2 separate regions of the Mus musculus genome follow, and region 1 is linked to region 2. Evidence: chromatin contacts called from public Hi-C data. All regions are on one chromosome and are shown on one strand. Each heading gives the region's core, a stretch centred on a gene start, on an enhancer-like site or on the middle of the called end of the contact. The rest is flanking DNA. Distances are from core to core; before and after follow the strand shown.

What was found. Hi-C and Micro-C count contacts between places; a contact is called where the count stands out from the background.
Region 1: a Hi-C map of the N1E-115 cell line shows a contact between it and region 2, with 3 times the contacts expected there. The contact joins two enhancer-like sites. A contact is called at or near these places in 7 of 484 Hi-C or Micro-C datasets (the N1E-115 cell line, embryonic stem cells, granulosa cells and 3 more), 1 of 115 datasets of contacts at active chromatin or transcription factors (double positive thymocytes) and 3 of 9 other capture datasets (adipose tissue, embryonic stem cells and pancreatic islet).

The regions. Positions count from the first base shown.
Region 1 is chr6:84,223,671-84,226,370 of GRCm38.p6, forward strand. No RefSeq gene overlaps it. Among named protein-coding and RNA genes, the nearest start is that of Gm10445, 200 kb to the right of the region's middle. Within about 2 kb of position 1,396, at least 76 of the 459 cell types and tissues checked have an H3K27ac peak or open chromatin away from gene starts, as enhancers often do. A contact at or near this core is called in the N1E-115 cell line, where this site is marked.
Region 2 is chr6:84,094,918-84,097,617 of GRCm38.p6, forward strand. All of the region lies in intron 17 of Dysf (dysferlin), which reads left to right. Among named protein-coding and RNA genes, the nearest start is that of Dysf, 77 kb to the left of the region's middle. Within about 2 kb of position 1,359, at least 7 of the 459 cell types and tissues checked have an H3K27ac peak or open chromatin away from gene starts, as enhancers often do. A contact at or near this core is called in the N1E-115 cell line, where this site is marked.

The DNA of each region.
Region 1 (2,700 bases), core at 146-2,645, 130 kb after region 2:
TAGAAATTCCTGCCATGCTCTGAAAGGGTATGAAAGGCAGGTGTTTTACTTTGTTCTGGGGACTTCTCTGCAGGCTCCTCTTCTATGCACCCCCCCCCCTTTCCTGTCCATGATGGCTCTTGTTCTTGCTCTTTCTGTAAGCCATCCCTCTCTATGAGCAGTGTTCCATCTGGAGTGGTCTGAAGATGCATGTTGGAATATAGGCCTAGGCCCATGTTGCCTTAAGCTCCAGGTGAGCCTCCTGAGTTCTGGGAGGACAAGGTGTAAACCATCATGCCCAGGATTGCTTCCCAGCATCCATATGAGACAGGCCCCACCGCAGGACACCGCTCCCACCCCATCCAGATCACTCCACCTCCACCTCCCCTTCCTCTCCTTCCTGTGGGTGTCCTCCTGCCTGACCCTCATTAACTCAAAGTTAAAATCTGTCTGCAGTCCCCCCCCCCACCCTAGATGAAAGGTGGGGGCAGGGGCCAGACCCTTCTCACCCATGCAAGTTCGGAGCTCTGTGATTTATGATCGAAAATCAAATGGCTTGGCCCCAAAGAGCAGGCTGGGATTGTTAGGGGATGGCCCCAAGGCTCTTCAGGAGCCCTATAAAGAGTGAGTGATTTCCTGGAAAGCCCAGCTCTTCCCCCTTCTCCCTCTGAAGCCAGCAGGACTCCCTACAAGGTGGTACAGGTTGTCCACAGCCTCACAGAAAGGGCCCTAGCCTTAAGGACAAAGGTCAACAGCAAGCCCTCCCTGAGCTACTGTATAGGTCAGAATCCAACAGCTAGAAGTTGATTGACAGATATCTTCTCTGTCTCCCTCTTCCTATGCTCAGCTCCACCCTCCAGGGTGCTCCGTCTCCAGGATCTGACCCCACCTTCCTATCTTAAAGGGCAGATGAATCCAACAGTACAGAGGAAGGGGACTCTTGTCAGGAAGGAAGAAAGGGAACATGGATCTAGGTTGAAATTGCTAAGTGTCATAGACTCAGAATCTCACAGGCAAGTGCTGAGGAGTAGGGCCAGGACCTCTGAGTAGGGTGTGTCCTTTGATGAGAAGGCCTTCCCAGAGTGGGATATGAACTGCCCATGGGAAGGCAGGCATCCTCTTCTATAGCCCAGGGCTCCTGAAGGCCACACAGCATGGGACACTGGACCTCACTCTCTCTTGGCTTCCTTCCTGAAAGGTTTGATGGTCTGCCTCCTCCCTCCCTCCCTCCCTCCCTCCCTCCCTCCCTCCCTCCCTCCCTCCCTCCCTCCCTCCCTCCCTCCCAGCAGGGCAGGCAGAGGTGAGTGGTAATATGCTGGCAGGGGACCAAAGGAAGCCAGGAGTCAGAAAGGATAGTGGTTGGTGGCAGGGAGCCCGGCTCAAGGAGACATTTGCTTTTTTATTAGTCAGGGAGAGCCACAAATGGTCTCGGTGAGTTGAGTGTGGCTGTGCTTATGTAACTAAGCACCTAGGCACAGAGTGTTCTATCTACTGCGGGGACAGGTGCCCCCCCCCCCCCGTGCTGGCTGCTGGAGGCAAATAGAGGTGGCTTTGCAATTCTCTCCCAGCCCCTCACCTAAAGGCTGCCAAGCCACCACTCTCAAACAGAGGTCCCGAGCAGGTCCTGTGAGGTAAGTGGGATCTTCCCTCTGCCCTTCCTAAATTGTAATACCCACAGCATCCTCAGGGAAGAAGGAAGAGGAGCTGAAAGGAGCTGGTCTGTAACTAGAAATGGTGGAAAGTTCCATGTGTCTCCAATTCTGGTCCAGACTGACCCTGCACACACAGCAAGGACCAGTGTGTGTGTGTGTGTGTGTGTGTGTGTGTGTGTGTGTGTGTGTATCAGAGAGCCTCAGCCGGGGATAGACACACCAGTAACTCTGCTGGGGTCTGTCCCTGGGATGTCTTTGCTGGCTCCTAGTAGGACTAGCTTACTGTGGCGAGTTGCCTGGGTGGCCCTCAGCTGCTCTGGCCCATGCCCCTACAACCCACACGTTATCATGGCCACCCCTGCCTAGGTCCTCTCTAGGCCCTGTGGTGGTTGCTCCACGACTCACTCTACTCTGACCTGTTCCTTGCCTGCCAGGGTAAAAATAGCTGTTTCCACGCAGCTACCTCAGCAGCAGCAACTTTCTCCCACTTGAGCACCAGCCAGTGCTGGGCTCAGAGCACAGATTGCAGGGCCGGGCCTGGCATGACAGCCTGCCTTGCCTGGAGCCAGGCTGCTCATGAATGCCTCGTTGTTCAGGAAGATGACCCTGGGTGTCCTGCCTCTGGCATAAGGCCTGCCCTGCTCACCTCCAGGTCTCTGACCATTCTCTTGGCTCTCTGGTCTGCCTGTTGCTTGGGATTTCAACTTCTATCCCACTGGGAGGTGTGTGGACCTTCCTGGGTTTATGTTTTGAACAGTAGGCTGGGACCCCATGCTCTCTCTCTCTCTAGCTAGAGTGTGATGGAGGAGGCCCACTTTGCCTCTGCAGAGCCCTGGGTCTGATGGGGGAGGTCGAACTTCTCCTCGAGGTTGGAGATAAAGGCATGATAGCTCTTCGAATGACTCTGCACTGCTGGGAAGACAGAGCCACATCCCCTATGAATCTCTGGGTGGCATGTGTGATCAGCTTCTTTCTTGTTCCTAAGGGACCCTCTGTCTGAAGGCAGCCACAGCTCTTGGAACTGGACAGCTCAACATAAACAAGGCATGGGCATTTTCCTCAGAGAACG
Region 2 (2,700 bases), core at 109-2,608:
ACACAGCGAAACACTTGTGTTTTGGCAGAAAGACGACCAGGACTAAATAGCGGCTTTGTGTTGGTGGCTTCTTTGCTCTCCCGCCCTTGACTTTATGAGCTGTCTGCAGACACAGGGGCGAGAACCTGGGGTGAACCTCAACATCGGAGACCTGTGACCTGTTCTCAAGTTGGGAAGCACTGGCCCAAGACGTCAGCAAGGCTGAGCCAATGCCCACAGTCCTATCTGCTTATGGCTCCTAAATCTACAAACGAACAAGGAGGCCTGTGCAGTTCCAGCCACCACCAGTAGGTGGCTAGCTTGCCGGTGGGACTGGTAGATAACTATCACTGACTGGCTACCAGGATAAAAGCCAGTCTCTAGCAAGAACACAGGGGTCCCATCTCTGACTCTGCTTTCATTAGTCCAAGATAACAGGCTCCTCCCGCTAAAGCATCATTTGGGATGAGATTAAAGTAGACTCTGGGGACCACAGCTGTGCCTGTGTATGTCACTCTTCCAGGCTGAGAACTCTCCTATGCCAGGGCCCAGCTCAGTTCCTGTAGATAAGAAAATCTTCACAAGATACACACTCTGCCACACTGATTCTTGCCACTAACCTTGGGGGCCGAGACCTGGCTGCAGAAATCAGAAGGCCAGCTCAGGACCTTGCCCTCTTTAGGTCTCTGGCTTCAGTTCTCCATCCCTGCTTTTACCTCTAGACCACCATATATTTGTGCTTTACACTCCTTTCTGTGAGCCTTCCAGAGCCGTCCAACCTGGGTTCTCTGGGCCACAATGGATGAAGAATTGTCCTAGGACACATTAAATCCAAGATGTCCAAGCCACATCCTGAGAGTTATAAGAGAGTACACATACTTATTTTGAGTGACACTGGAGCATGACAGGCCATTATCGGCTACATGTGACTGTTCGTTGGATATCCTCTGGCAGTTCCTAGCAACTGTCATGAATCTGTGGGAATATAAAACGGTTAGAATATTCTTATTACATTTATTTTAATGGCTGTGCATGGACATGCTCCTGTGCATATGCTATCATTTGTCTCTTATCTTCACCTGAAGTGGCTGGTGGTAGGAGCCAGACCCAGGCGGTTCACGTTGAGAAAATAATATGTTGCTGTCTGTGGCAATACTAGAAATAACCACTAGGTGGAGATGTTGTGCCTTAAATGGCCTTGGCTCAGTGTGCTGGGCCCAAGTGTCAGTTTCATGCTTGGGTTTGGAGCCCAGGGTATTCTCTTGTCCACAATGGCTCTTTAGCGTTTCCCTTTTCACGTTTCTTTCTCTGCACCATTCCTCCTAATCTACCTGTATATAATGAAGAAAAAGCACGTTTTCTCCTGTGCGTTGTTTCTTGAGTATATTGGATGGAGGTTCAGGTCACAGAGGTGCGGAGGGCTGCCTGGTTGGAGTTGGGGGGGGGCAGGGTGTGTGCTTTCCTTTGTTGTACATTCACAGAGCCCGTCCCCCAGCTCTCCATCCAGACTCCTGTTCATGTAACCATTCTCCACCCAGCCACACCCATCCTAACTCCTCTTCCATTTCTTTATGCTTCAGAGGAGCCTGCAGGTGTACTCAAGAGTCCACAAGCCACTGACCGTACGTTGCTGTCACCTAGGGATCCACGAGGGGATGGGACATTGGGGTTTTTGCTGGAGGGGAATTTTCTGACTTGCATGAAGGGGACTGAGTCACAGTCAGGTCTCTGAGTTGACCGCTGGCAAGTCGCAGCCACTGGGTAACTGATATGAATTACGTGGGATGCTTTAAGGCCAGTTTCCTTTACATCTCCCAGACCCTCCCTAAGCTTGTTGCATCAACCATGCTTCCAACATGGGGGTCAGAGTAGGCCAGGGGGATTGTGAGGCATCTTGGGGATCTGGAGGTGGCCAGGGGAATGAGAAGCGCTTGAAGCATAATTCATGAGATAAATCATGATCGTGATGACTGACAAGCAGTTGGTAGCAGTCCCCTGCGGCTGATCATTCCAAGCTTCCCCCTTTGCTTTGCAAAGCCAAGCCCTGTCTGCACTGGGGTCTGGAGGAGGAAGTATGTGGAACAATGATAGGCAGGGTAGCTCTGGCTGCCCCTGCCTCCCCCAGGCCCCTGCACTGCCTCAGCAGCATGGCTTAGGGTGGACAGCCTCATGTCTCAGCTCTGTGTGGAGGCTGTTTTCTCCGTGCTTGCCCTGGCTTAGCCTTGTGTGGACGGAGACACTACGGATGGTCCTGGTGATGGCTCTGCCTTGAGCATCCTGAATGTCCTGCCTTTGCAGGGTCAGAGGGTAGCCTGTGAGGTCCTGTCCCAGGAAGGGCAGCTGTGGCATTGTCAAGAGAACATGTGTCATAGAGGGGGTGATAATAATCTCTCCATTTTCCATCTTCTCTGGGACATGGCTTCTCTGGTCACCTGGCTCTGAACCCACCTCTGTCCCCCCTCCCCCATGGTCTGAGCCGCAGCTTGTGTGTGGCCAGCTGAGTGTGCTGCATCTTTGCTATCCTGTGCTCAGTCACATCTCTGAGACTCAGTTTCCTCATCTGTCAAATAGGACTAATGAGATAGTAGGAATAGTCTCATTTCGGCAGATCAAGGACCCAAGGGACAGATTATAGGGAGTTGATAATAGTCATTACTAGTGTAGTATTAGTTATACATGTTCAGGGGCCACTTATGGTGCATATGGGGGGAAACTGAGGGC